Linked DNA regions of Mus musculus: region 1 is linked to region 2. A link is a contact called in public HiChIP or PLAC-seq data. All regions are on one chromosome and are shown on one strand. Each heading gives the region's core, a stretch centred on a gene start, on an enhancer-like site or on the middle of the called end of the contact. The rest is flanking DNA. Distances are from core to core; before and after follow the strand shown.

The links. HiChIP or PLAC-seq counts read pairs in DNA pulled down with a chosen protein or histone mark.
Region 1: an H3K27ac HiChIP or PLAC-seq map of embryonic stem cells shows a contact between it and region 2, with 8 read pairs. The contact joins two enhancer-like sites. A contact is called at or near these places in 10 of 484 Hi-C or Micro-C datasets (the N1E-115 cell line, embryonic stem cells, liver and 3 more), 5 of 115 datasets of contacts at active chromatin or transcription factors (embryonic stem cells and intestinal villus epithelium) and 1 of 9 other capture datasets (embryonic stem cells).

The regions. Positions count from the first base shown.
Region 1 is chr5:64,725,603-64,731,611 of GRCm38.p6, forward strand. All of the region lies in intron 1 of LOC105244755 (a long non-coding RNA gene), which reads right to left. Among named protein-coding and RNA genes, the nearest start is that of Gm26761, 29 kb to the left of the region's middle. Within about 2 kb of position 1,634, at least 6 of the 459 cell types and tissues checked have an H3K27ac peak or open chromatin away from gene starts, as enhancers often do. A contact at or near this core is called in embryonic stem cells, where this site is marked.
Region 2 is chr5:64,863,331-64,869,837 of GRCm38.p6, forward strand. No RefSeq gene overlaps it. Among named protein-coding and RNA genes, the nearest start is that of Gm31889, 13 kb to the right of the region's middle. Within about 2 kb of position 1,476, at least 201 of the 459 cell types and tissues checked have an H3K27ac peak or open chromatin away from gene starts, as enhancers often do. A contact at or near this core is called in embryonic stem cells, where this site is marked.

The DNA.
Region 1 (6,009 bases), core at 384-2,883, 140 kb before region 2:
CTGGCTGTCCTGGAACTCACTTTGTAGACCAGGCTGGCCTCGAACTCAGAAATCCACCTGCCTCTACCTCCCAAGTGCTGGGATTAAAGGCATGTGCCACCACGCCTGGCTTTGTGTTCACTTTTATGAAGATCTATAATGAAAAGGAGCAAGCTGAACAAGAAAAAACACAAAATGTACAATTTGAGGAGAAAAGGAGTACCAGGAAGTGGAATGGAGCTGAATCCTCTGTTCAAGGAGATTAACAGATTAAAGAAAAGCCTGGTGTTAAATGGAATAAAGGGAGCAGTCATCTCAGGGCTTTTAGATTCGGATTTTCTAGGGGATTACAGTTAAGAGATTGCATAAGCAGTATTGATACTCTTATAGACTTTTGAAGTTGAACTAAATGCATTTTGCATTATGATATGTCTACAAGCATGGGGGAGGGCAAACAATGAAATGTGGTAGTTTGAATACAAATGGGCGCTGTAGGTCCATAGGAAGTGGCACTATTAGGAGGTGTGGTTTTATTGGAGAAGGTGTGGCTTTGTTGGAGGAAGAGTCCTATGAACTGTAAGCCAGCCCCAACTAAATGTTTTTCTTTATAAGAGTTGCCACAGTCATGGTGTCTCCTCACAGCACTAAAAACCCTTACAAAGACATCCGGGATGAGCAATTCCTAACTATCCACACACACACACACACACACACACACACACACACACACACACTCACATGTACAAGTAGAAGCTTCATGAGAGTCTCATCTAGGAGCTTTTCACTGTTCCCTTACTCTAGCACATATCAACATCCACTGCTTCATATGTGGCTATGGCATGAATCCTTTAATAAAATATAATGACCAAATGTTCTAGTACTTCATGGTTTCTCCCAGTGTAGTCGTTTTGCTCATAAAGGACAATCATTATCCTCACTCCACACTGGAGGAAATGGAGGCACAGAAAAGTGGAAGGACTCATGTAAGGTCACCTCCTCTGAGTACTGGATCAAGGGCTTGGACTGAGGCAAGCAGGTACTTGGTACTTGATAACTAGTAAAGCCTTTGCTCTGAGAGAGTCATGGAAAGGAAAGGCAGGCCCCAGGAGAATCCATCCCGAATACATTCTAACTCAGTCCTCCTTCACACAGAGCCATCTAGCCACAGTTAGTGAAGAGAGGCACCTGAAGGTGCTAATGTGTCCATTTGCTTGTGGGGTCTCCCCCATGTCCAGTTATCCACAGCTACCCACAGGGTCCTGTACATGATGCCAACTAAAGGCAAACTCCTTTGGTTTCCCCTGAGGTGTCCTTTTGCTTTCTTACATGGTTGGGGAATTGGGTGGGGGAGACTGTGCTGAGCCTTGAAGAAAATCAGGAGCCGTCATCACCTTTCATTAGAGGCAAGATCAGAACAGCCTTAGCATTCAACTTTGGTGGCCCCTCTCCTGGCTCTCACTCATTCTGGTCTTTCTCAAACACCAAAACTCACCCCACCCCCACCCCCCATAGCATCTCTTGCTCCAAAACTCTGCACCCAGAATACCCATGAGAAGGGGGAATAATAGAGACACTTTCATCCGGTTTTCTCCATGCCCGCTCCAAATTTCTCCTCCCTAGCCAGGAGAGTGTGGGTGAGGCATTGTTCTATGGATACCCCATTGTGTGTCTGATGAATACCAGCGCCCCTCCCTCAGGAGGTTGGGAAGGAAAATGAAGAGTGGGTGGCCGGTCGAGTACTTTTCTTTTTCTAGCAAATAATCCAGAAAATGGATAATTCCCGCAAACATAATCAAGTTAGCAGTCCATGTGTAATTTAGCAAGATGCTCACTAGTCAAATAATGGCTTTAATTGCATGTGGGACTTTTAAAGGAAATGTGCTCAGTCTTTTTAATAAGGTTACTTAGTGACAAATTTTTCAAAGAATGCAGAAGCCAATAAAATAAAGTCAAAGTATAGTCTCTACTCTAGGACAAAACAATTGTCCAGGGCTGAAACAGTTATAAAAACAGAGCCCAGCTTGTGCTCAATACTGGGTATCAACTATGTACCTGGTACTGTTTTAGGCACTGAAAAATCAAACAAACAAACAAACAAACAAAAACCCTGCTCTTGGAAAGGCCACAATCTACTGAGCAGGAAGTATCAAACAACCAAAACCCATAGCTGTAGTTAAACATTATTAAAGCAAACGCAGTAATGTGCTAGAAATATATGGGGGAAGATGTAGCATGCAGCCTCAAAGATAGCACCAATGATCTTTGGTCACAGTCATGCCGTGTGTGTGTGTGTGTGTGTGTGTGTGTGTGTGTGTGTGTGTGTGCCAGGGCAGTGGGGAGAGACCCAGTGTGCTTCTCTTCATGTGGAATAGGCTGAGCCATGTAACCATGGGGCATTGTAGAAATGTTGGGACATGCATCCCAAGGTCATAGAAGACGTGCAGCTGTTACTGTGTCTTAGATCACTCACTAAGGGGAAGCCAGCTGACATACCTTAAGAGCATTCCAGTGGTCTCAAGGACAACCAATCCTGTGATGAAGGGATGATGAATAAACCCTGCTGGCAGAGCCAAAGCTGACCTGCCATATTCAAGGTGACCCATGAACTGCAGGCAAGACTTGAGATGACTACAGCTCTAGCAAACTTATAAAAGACTCTAAGTTGGAACCACCCAATCAAGCCATTCCTGACACACAGAAACTGTGGGATTTATTTATGTATTATGCACTTGATTTATTTATTTATTTTTATGATGCTAGGTCTTGAACTTATCCCCTAGTGTATATTACACAGATGTTCTACATTAAGCTATACAGCCAGTCTATACTATACGTTTACTAATGTTTTCAGCTTCTTGGGTTTGCTACACAGCAATACAATAGCATACTAATACAGAGAGCTTCTGACAGGATAAGAGACGATATGAGCTTCATGGAGCTTAGGTTATTTTAATATTTTTATACAAATATAAACAAAATTTTTATACAAAAACATATTTTATATAGAATTTTTTATACAAAGCCAGACATTGCTACATCTGCAGTCACAGCACTTGCAGAGCGGGATCTGGAAGATCAGGAGTCTAAGGTCATCTTCAGCTACATCTCAAGTTCAAGGCCAGTCTGGGACACATGGGATCCTGTCTCAAATAAAAATGAGCATGTTGTCAAGGTTTGGCTGTCACTCAGTAAACCTATGCTACAGTTCTTTTTACTGTATGTCGTGAAGTTAATCTCCAACCAACAACCTGTACCGGGGACAAGAATACTAGAAAAGTCCAGATATTTGGCCATGTCATCACAAAGTAAGCGTCAGCCAGAGGCTCGATCTAACCTCTCCCCTAAGCCAGACTTCCCTCTTCATATAGAGGGCGGCTGAAATTGAGGTACAATGAGTCTGCATACAACTTCAGACTTTATTGAGTCTGCTCAGATGCCCCTAGACAACTTTGGCAGGACAAAAGGCAGAGAAAACATGGGTGGATACGATACGGGAGCCTCGATTCCCTGGCCTGCCCCTGAGCGCTCCTTCAGCCAGGGAGCCTCGATTCCCTGGCCTGCCCCTGAGCGCTCCTTCAGCCAGGGCCACAACCAGAGGAGAACTTATCTTCTTTGCTAAATTGCTGTTTGAATCCCAACAGCTTTTTTTTTTTTTAATATTTTGATATGAATGATCTGAAGAGCCCCAGGCAGAAGGAAAGAGAAATGTAGACTGTCTGCAAAGCCAGGAAGCTTACAAAATATACAAACATACCAGACGCTATCTCTATTATGAAGGATGTGGTCACTCTTCCTTTGTTGGTGGCTGCCATACCCCTATCTCCCTTGTACTACCATGGCCCACTATGAAGTGGGAAACATCCCCTGAACCTTGGATTGTATCTACCTGTCTGTCTCCTTATCTTACAAGGAGTCCACTGCCTTATAGAGGAATCGTCAACAGGCAAAGAAAACTGAAGTGGGCAACTCAAAATCATGGAGCTTAGCTTCCTTGTTCTGCTCGGTTTGGCAGTAATGCAGGAGAGTGGGCAGTGGGTGTTTGTTGTTAGCTTTGGTTCAGACACGGGCTCCTTGCTATGTAGCCCAAGCTGTCCTCAGAGTCAATGTCCTGCTTCAGCCTCAGGTGATGGGACTTAGAATCCTGTGCCACCAGGCCTAACAAATGCAGAATCTTTGTCTGAGACATGCCTCTCAGTTTATTTTAAATCTCTGTGTCAATTCCCATCACCTATTGGACAAGCCTCAAGCTGTTTTAGAGGCAAACACAATTCAAGTTCTCTCTGAACTTGAATCTGAATTCTGCACTTGTCAGGTAGGTGCCCTTGAGCAATTTACTACATCTCTGTGTGCCTTGTTTCCTCCTAATGTAAACAGATAATGTAAGAATTTAATGTGTTCACACAGAGAAAACCTTAGATCAGCATGTATCACATAGTATATCATATAGCAGCCAACAAATGCCCTCTGTCCCCACCAGTGTCACTATGAACACTCAGCACACAGTCCTTGCTTCACACCTGCTTACGGTCCCTCACATAGCATGCCTGAGTTACCTTCATACTTTCTTTTTTTTTTTTTAATTTATTTTATTCTTATATCTAAGGACACTGTAGCTCTCTTCAGACACACCAGAAGAGGGCGTCAGATCTCATTACAGATGATTGTGAACCACCATGTGGTTGCTGGGATTTGAACTCAGGACCTTCTGAAGAATAGTCAGTGCTCTTAAGCGCTGAGCCATTTCTCCAGCGCCCCAACCCCCCTTCATATTTTCCTTATTTGATTCTGCTGTGCCTAGAGAACCTTCTTGTGCCCAAGAGTCTGGCTCACACCCAGGTCTTTAAACAAGATATGGGTCTCAAGCAAATCTTTGGAATCACCCCACCCGATGTTGTCATCTCCGGGAGGCCAGCTTGATTACCCTTCCTCTGGGATCCTGCAGCATCTTATACCTCTTTTTATCTAAGAAGATACTTGCCTGCTGCACTCTCTGTAACAACACAGGATTTGTGGATTCAAAGAAGCCATTTTTATCTGTTCATTGTAACTTGCTGGATTAAGAATGTCAGCAAGGCTTGCTTGAGGAATGTCTTCTCTGTATGACATGAGAGGATGTCACTTGCTTAGTCTCCTGCTGCTGGCAGCTGGGATAAAGAAAGGCCTGTGGAGTCTGCTTGCTTGTGTATGGTCGTTACTTTCTTCTTACAGTCTCAGTTCACGTGACTAACTTAGGCTTCCTTACAACATGATGGCCTCCTTACAAGTCATACTTCTTCTAAGGTGACAATGCCTCTACAGAGAGCATTTTCAGAATGACAAAAGAAGTTATACAACATGGCTTCTCTCCTCGCTCCCTCCCTTGGTCAGAACTGGTGACAAGACCAGATTCAAGAGAAGACATAGGAAGCGTTAGTGGCCACCTTGAAGCCAACCTACAGGTCCCTGTCTCAACAAAGCTCTGAATTTCTTGACAGCAAGGGCAAAATTCTGTTCGTCTAGGTCAGAGGTTCTCAACCTGTGGACCTCTTAGGGGTTACCACATCAGATATCCTGCATATTTATATTATAACTTCTAATAGCAAAATTACAGTTATGAAGTAGCAATGGAATTATTTTATGGTTGGGGGTCACCACAACATGAGGACTGCATTAAAAGGTCCAGCATTAAAAAGGCTAAGAACTGCTGCCCTGGGCATTCTTAGCACCTAACAGGACCTGGTATGAAGTGTGTAACAAGTTGTTGGCCCAAGCTCCTACACAAACAATAAAACATTCTAGAGGAGGGTGAGTTGTCCTAACAAAAGTCCCAAGGAGGTTCCTTTGGGAGCTGTCAAGTCTTCCACCCACAACCTTTGCTTCTTGTCAAAACCATCTTCAGTTTGCTCCTGGCACAACAAGGTATGTAGGCAGTACCGACGACATCAATGAGTATCAGTGCCTCTAAACGGCTCTGGCACAGATGAAAGACAGAACAGAAGGCAGTCAGTACAGACAGAATGTCCTATCTGAAGGACAGATAAAGCTGATGTG
Region 2 (6,507 bases), core at 226-2,725:
TCCACCTATAGGGTTGCAGACCCCTTCAGCTCCTTGGGTACTTTTTCTAGCTCCTCCATTGGGGGCCCTGTGTTCCATCCAATAGCTGACTGTGAGCATCCACTTCTGTGTTTGCTAGGCCCCGGCATAGCCTCACAAGAGACAGCTATATCAGGGTCCTTTCAGCAAAATCTTGCTGGCGTATGCAATAATGTTTGCGTTTGGTGGCTGATTATGGGGTGGACCCCCGGGTGGGGCAGTCTCTGGATGGTCCATCCTTTCATCTCAGCTCCAAACTTTGTCTCTATAACTCCTTCCATGGGGGTTTTGTTTCCAATTCTAAAAAGGGGGGAAGTGTCCACACTTTGGTCTTCCTTCTTCTTGAGTTTCATGTGTTTTGTAAATTGTATCTTCTTGGGTATTCTAAGTTTCTGGGCTAATATCCACTTATCAGTGAGTGTATACCATGTGAGTTCTTTTGTGATTGGGTTACCTCACTCAGGATGATGCCCTCCAGATCCATCCATTTGGCTAGGAATTTCATAAATTCATTGTTTTTAATAGCTGAGTAATACTCCATTGTGTAAATGTAGCACATTTTCTATATCCATTCCTCTGTTGAGGGGCATCTGGGTTCTTTCCAGCTTCTGGCTATTATAAATAAGGCTGCTATAAACATAGTGGAGCATGTGTTCTTATTACCAGTTGGAACATCATCTGGATATATGGCCGGTGGTCTTTACAATAAAACTATGGAGTGGATTTCTGTCTCTCCCTTGGATCTTATTCCGGGTGGATATCTCATCCAGTGAGTTAGTTAGAGGATAGAGAGTGGCTTCCTGGCTCCCAGGTCAGACTCATCTCTCCCCAAAACCCTACCAGAGCTTCTACAGTCTCCAAAATAACATTCTCATGGATGGTTGAAGGTCTCTGGTCACTTGATCCTAGATGGATCCAGGCTCAGTCCAAAGCTTGGATGGAAGAAATGCTACATGTCACATTAGAATCTCCAGCCATTTCACCAAGGTCCCAAAATGAATAGGGGGGGGGGGAGGCGGGGGAGGGGGGGCTGGCTCAGTGGTAAAGAGCACTGACTGCTCTTTCCAGAGGTCCTGAGTTCAATTCCCAGCAACCACATGGTGGCTCACAACCGTCTGTAATGGGATCTGATGCCCTCTTCTGGTTCTGTCTGAAGACAGCAACAGTGTACCCATATAAATAAAATAAATAAATCTTTAAAAAAAAATAGTTAATGTGGGCACCAAGACTCTCACGAAGCCCCCTGGGGCTTACTTTTTAACATGACAGGAAAGCTATGGAGGGCCATGCTGAGTGAAGTACCTTCTTGGTCTGTTACCCTATTATTGTGTTTGGCAAGTGAGGGAGTCAGGGCATTAGTTACTCTACCGCAGAGCCAGGCCTCAGCAGACACCACCAGCCACTTCCCCACAGTCAGTCAGACCTGGGCCACTGGGTCCCCTGCCTTGTTGCTTGGCAGCTTTCTTCAAGGCCTGGCCTGGGCAGCCACACCCAACATTCTCACCACACCCTGTAATTCTCGCCACCCAGAAGTTCTTGCCACACCCTGCCTGCTCCCGGAAGGTAAACAAGGCCTCCAAAGAAGGGCTGCATTGTGTGCTTGCCCTCTTGGCCTTGGCTCTGGAGGCCCCAAATGGGCCTTTGACTTACAAACTCTGGCAGATCTATAAACAGTGACTAGAACAGAGGCCCTCCTGAACTTCAGCTGACCTCCAAGCTGGTCGGTTCTGAGGGACAAGTGCCTAGGCACCTGACTCCAGTGAGCAGAATTTCTACACCACCCAGAAGTGGGGGGAGTTTGCATTTGGGAAAGATAGAGGGAGGGGTGTCATGCTCCCTGGGGAAGACTGAAGTTTGGTCGTGTCACCCAGAGTAGAAGAAATTGCTGGGACATCAGTGAAGACCTCGGCAATGAGAGATGACAAAGTTCCTTTCCATGGAGCCCTGATTTGCACAGATGCAGCCGCTGAGGCATACAGAGTGCTTGCCCTGCGTCCCCCACTAAGCCTCAGATCCTTACCTTATTTGTGGATCATGCTGAGGGCGAAGCTCACTGTTTTCATTTCGCTAGTGAGGAAGCTGTGGTCCAGAGCCAGTAAGCAGGCTGCTCAGGGGCTGCTGATGAGCCCACAAGAGGAAGAACTAAGTTCTGAACCTAGCCCCTGGCTGGAGGCTGCCACCAGGGCAGCCTGTGAGTTAACACTGAGTCCACTTTCTTATGTCACAGGATGCACAGAAAAGGAGTCACTTTGGGGGTGTCTTTGTCTATTTTGACTGCTGCAATAAAATGTCGCAAACTTAGACCCTTTACAAACAACAGAAATATGTTGTTGAGAGTTTGGGAATTTGGAAGTTCAAGACCGAGGCACTAACAGATCTGGTATCTGCCCACCTGTGGTCATGGGGATGGTTCATGCTGTGATTGTTCCAGCAAGAAGAGGCGGGACACCACGGCCCCACCCGTTCAGGACCTCAGTACCTTATATCACCTTGTGACTTTCGTACATGGGCTTCATAGGATACAAGTACACTATAGCAGACAGACTGCTGAGGATCCCCCAAAATTATCAGGTCTCCTCAGAGTAGCTGGGTCATGTGCAGAAGGTTGGCGGGACTTTCTTACAACCAGAAAAAAAACTTGGCCCATTTGCCCTAAAAGCTCTCGAGTGGCGCACGGCTTTAATCCTAGTCCTTGGGAGGCAGAGGCAGTCTGATTTCTGAGTTCAGGTCAGCTTAGTACAGAGGTCCAGGACCACAAAGACTAACCCTGTCTTGAACACCGAAAAAGAGGGAGCTAGAGAGATGACTCACTGGTTAAGAGCACTGGCTGTTCTTCCGGAGGACTCTGGTTCAATTCCTGACACCCATGTGGTAGCTTATAGCTGCAACTCCAGCTTTAGGAGATCTGGCACTCTTACACAGATGTACATGCAGGCAAAACACCAGTGAACATAAAATAAAAACAGATCACACTCATTGTTAACTGTGTGTACCGAAAGGGTAAAGAAATGCAGAGATTCCCCTCACAGAGACTCTATGCAAGGGGGAGTTCTGTATCTGACCTCCAGTGTGGCCTTCCAGGATTGTCCCTCTGAGGTAATTTCCTGCAAAGGATGTGACAAATACCCCTAGAAAGAAAACTCCCTAACACACAGGTGTGGAAGGCTGAATGCCCCAAACCCTACTAAACACAGGGCTTTGCTCCATACCGTCAAGCGTTTGCAAGTCAATGGGGAGCAGGCTTTCCTAGTGTAGTGTCTGGGAATAAGCCTCATTTGTTAGGCTCTTGGTTAAATGCCCCCTTTTCAAGTCCTCCAAGAAATATTCTGAAACATCAACTTACTTGTTCCCATGGATCTTTCCTTCAGTTAGTACGCTAGAAATATTTCAAGACTAATGGACAAAGGAAGGTTTAGGATCCGGGTTTTTTTTTTTTTCCAAGTGGGAACCCACATAATTTAAGTCATGGGTGCCCTCTGCTGGAGACCCAGGAAAAAACAAGGACTCTAGCAAGAGCTGGGCTTTAAGGTCCTCCCTCCTCTTCTCCATGGCTCCTCTTCCTGTCCTTGGTTATGGTAGTGAAGCTTAGTGAGGAAAAAGCTGGGACATTGTGAGCCAGGCTGGGACATCAAATCCTGGCTCCTTGTGACTTTGGGTTATTGAATCTGTCTTTTACCATCCTTATTTGAAAGACTGGGATGGAAGTTAGAGCCTATCTCTCAGAACACCTGCAAGATGTAAATGAAAGACTGTCCCGGACACTAGAGGAAGGGCTGCATCAATACTAAGTGGAGTACTCCACCCAGAGAGAGGAGTGTGCTACCCATGCATGCTCTGGTGGTTGCTTTTATGAATGGCATCATCACATTTTTTTTTTTTTTGACTAATGACATCTAAAAGAAATCTTTCTTCCCCTGTCTGAACCCCCAAGGGTCACTCTCATGGCCACGAGGAATTCTAACGATTTAGGAGTCATCAATAGGGAGGCGCCGCTGAGAGGGCTCCAGCAGAGATAACAGAGCACACAAGTAATATCGTCCATCAACCAACGTCCAGTGACTCAGCTGTGAAGCACTCCTGCTTTGGCTCGGATCACGGAGCCTTACCATCATTTGAAAGGGATGAAGGAAGTCACTCACGCTCTTGCTAGCAAAGAAAAACAGATCAGGGTTCAGGTCTTCCCCAGATAGCAGAGCAGGCTTTAGACAGGCTGGTGACACTGTGTCCAAACAGTGCAGCAGGCAGGTAAGCCTAGAAGGTAGATTTTGCCATGGCGATGGTGTGGCAGGAACAGCTTTTGAGCATTTTGCGTGGAAAAATTTCACGCAGACATACAACTTGTGCCAGGCCTTTTCTAAGCCTGCAATGAGCCATCTCTGACATTCCTTAAGCCGGAACTCTCCCCACATGCCCACCAGAGCACTAGCTAGCCTCTCCACTTACACTCGCTGGGTGAGAGAGTGGGGAGAAGCCTTTTGTTTCTGTTTCTGTCTGCCCAGATCTTAGCTCAGTGCCTGACACAATGGGCATGTGATAAGTATTGACTGTATGGAGGGATGGATGGACAGACAGACAGATGGGCTTGAATGAAGGGATAGATGAACAGATGGGCGGATGAAGGAAAGAAGGGAAGAACTGTGAGTCTGCCTCTTAGTTGCTTTGCTGCTACTGTGAGACAAGAGAAATTGAGAGAATAGGGGCTTATTTCTGCTCACTGTTGAAGGGTTCCATTGAAGTCAAGAAAGAAGCTCACATCACATACATAGATCAGGAAAGCAGAGGGACCAAACAGGCTGCTGCTCCAGTCCATGTATGCAGTTCAAAATCCCCTACCTGGGAATTGTCTTGTCTGCAGTTAGAAGATGGGCCTTCTTAATCAACCAATCAATTGATTATTACATTAATCAAGATAAGCCTTCCTAGGCACGCCCAGGGTCTCCTGTCCCAGGTGATTCCAGATGCTGTCAGCAGGACAATGAACACTCACCATCACAGCCAGGGACTGGGATGCTCTCCCTAATTGAAGAGAGAGAGAGAGAGAGAGAGAGAGAGAGAGAGAGAGAGAGAGAGAGAGAGCGCAATTAGCATCCTGGAGTGGCCCAAGAACATGGGCTAGTGTTCTGAGTCAAGAAGGAGGAGGCTTTGGCAGTACTGCTGAAGGAGACTCATGGCTGACAAAAATCTCAGAGGTCAGTCAGGTGGAAAATCACTGTGGAAGCCACCCAGAGTTGATTTTTAAAAGTCTAACTTCATTGCTGTGGATTGAATATGGCTGCCCCCAGGACTCAGTGAGTTAAAGGCTTTATCTTCAACTTGTGGGATTATTGGGAAGGGATAGAGACTTTAAGAAGTAGGACCTAGTGGGAGTTTTCAGGTCACTGGGAGTTTGCCCATCTTTTCCCTTGTCTACCTTACCATCAGGTAAGAACTTTTACTCTGTTGTGGGTTCCCACCACAATGTACTGCCTCACTATAGGCCCAAACTCAGCTGACTGTAGAGCAGAACCTCAGAAGCAAGGAGTCAAATGCACCTTTTCACAAGTAGCCATCACAGACAGTTGCTATAGTAACACAAAGCTGACTGGCACTTTGGGGAGGCATCCCCCTCCACGGTTCCAACTTTATGTCCCCTTGTGAAGTCAGCATGATTAGTCTACAGATCAGAAGACTGCTTTCAGAGATGCCAAGCGATCTACAATGAGTGGTAGAGCCAGGATTTAAACTGCTGGCCTCAGTGTTTCACTATGGTTACTTGGAAGAGCAGCAAGGACAAAGCTATGGCAAACATTGCTCCAACAATCAGAATCTGTTTCTCTCTCCCATAACACCTATGGTAGAAATCCCTGATCTTCTTCAAGCTGGCAAAAAGAAGAGATCTCTGCAAATCAGACACAGGCATGGCACATAGCTCACCATCACCCTTTGCCTGGAACTCAGCAACTTAGCCAGTACTTTCCAGAGAACATAGCTGCAAGGGAGGCTGCAAAACAGAATGAAGCCCTGTGCTCAGGAAAAGAGAGCAATTAGTTGGGTGCATAGGAACAGTTGCTGTCAAAACCCATATCCAGCAACGGATCAGAAAGTCTCTAGATTTGAGAACAGAGCTCAAGCATGGGGTAAATTTTTACTGGTAGTTCAGCAAGCTGCTGGAAGCCAAATCCTGACATTCCTTGTCCAGCTGTATCTAGTGGGAATTGGTTATTTGCCCACTTTGAAGAACAGGTGTATATGTATCCATTTTAGACATAGGGACATGACAGCAGGCACAATGATCTCTATTTATTGCCTATTATGTCATACTGTTCTACAACATTTTAAAGATCTAACCTCTTATCTCATTTATTTCTAGAAATGGTCTTGATTTGAGGTCATCTCACATATGAGTCCCCCACCCACCTCCAACCCCTCGAAGTAGAATCTTGCTATGTTCCATGGCTCTTTTGGAACTTCAGATGTTCCTGCCTCTGCTTCCCATGTGTTGGAATCATG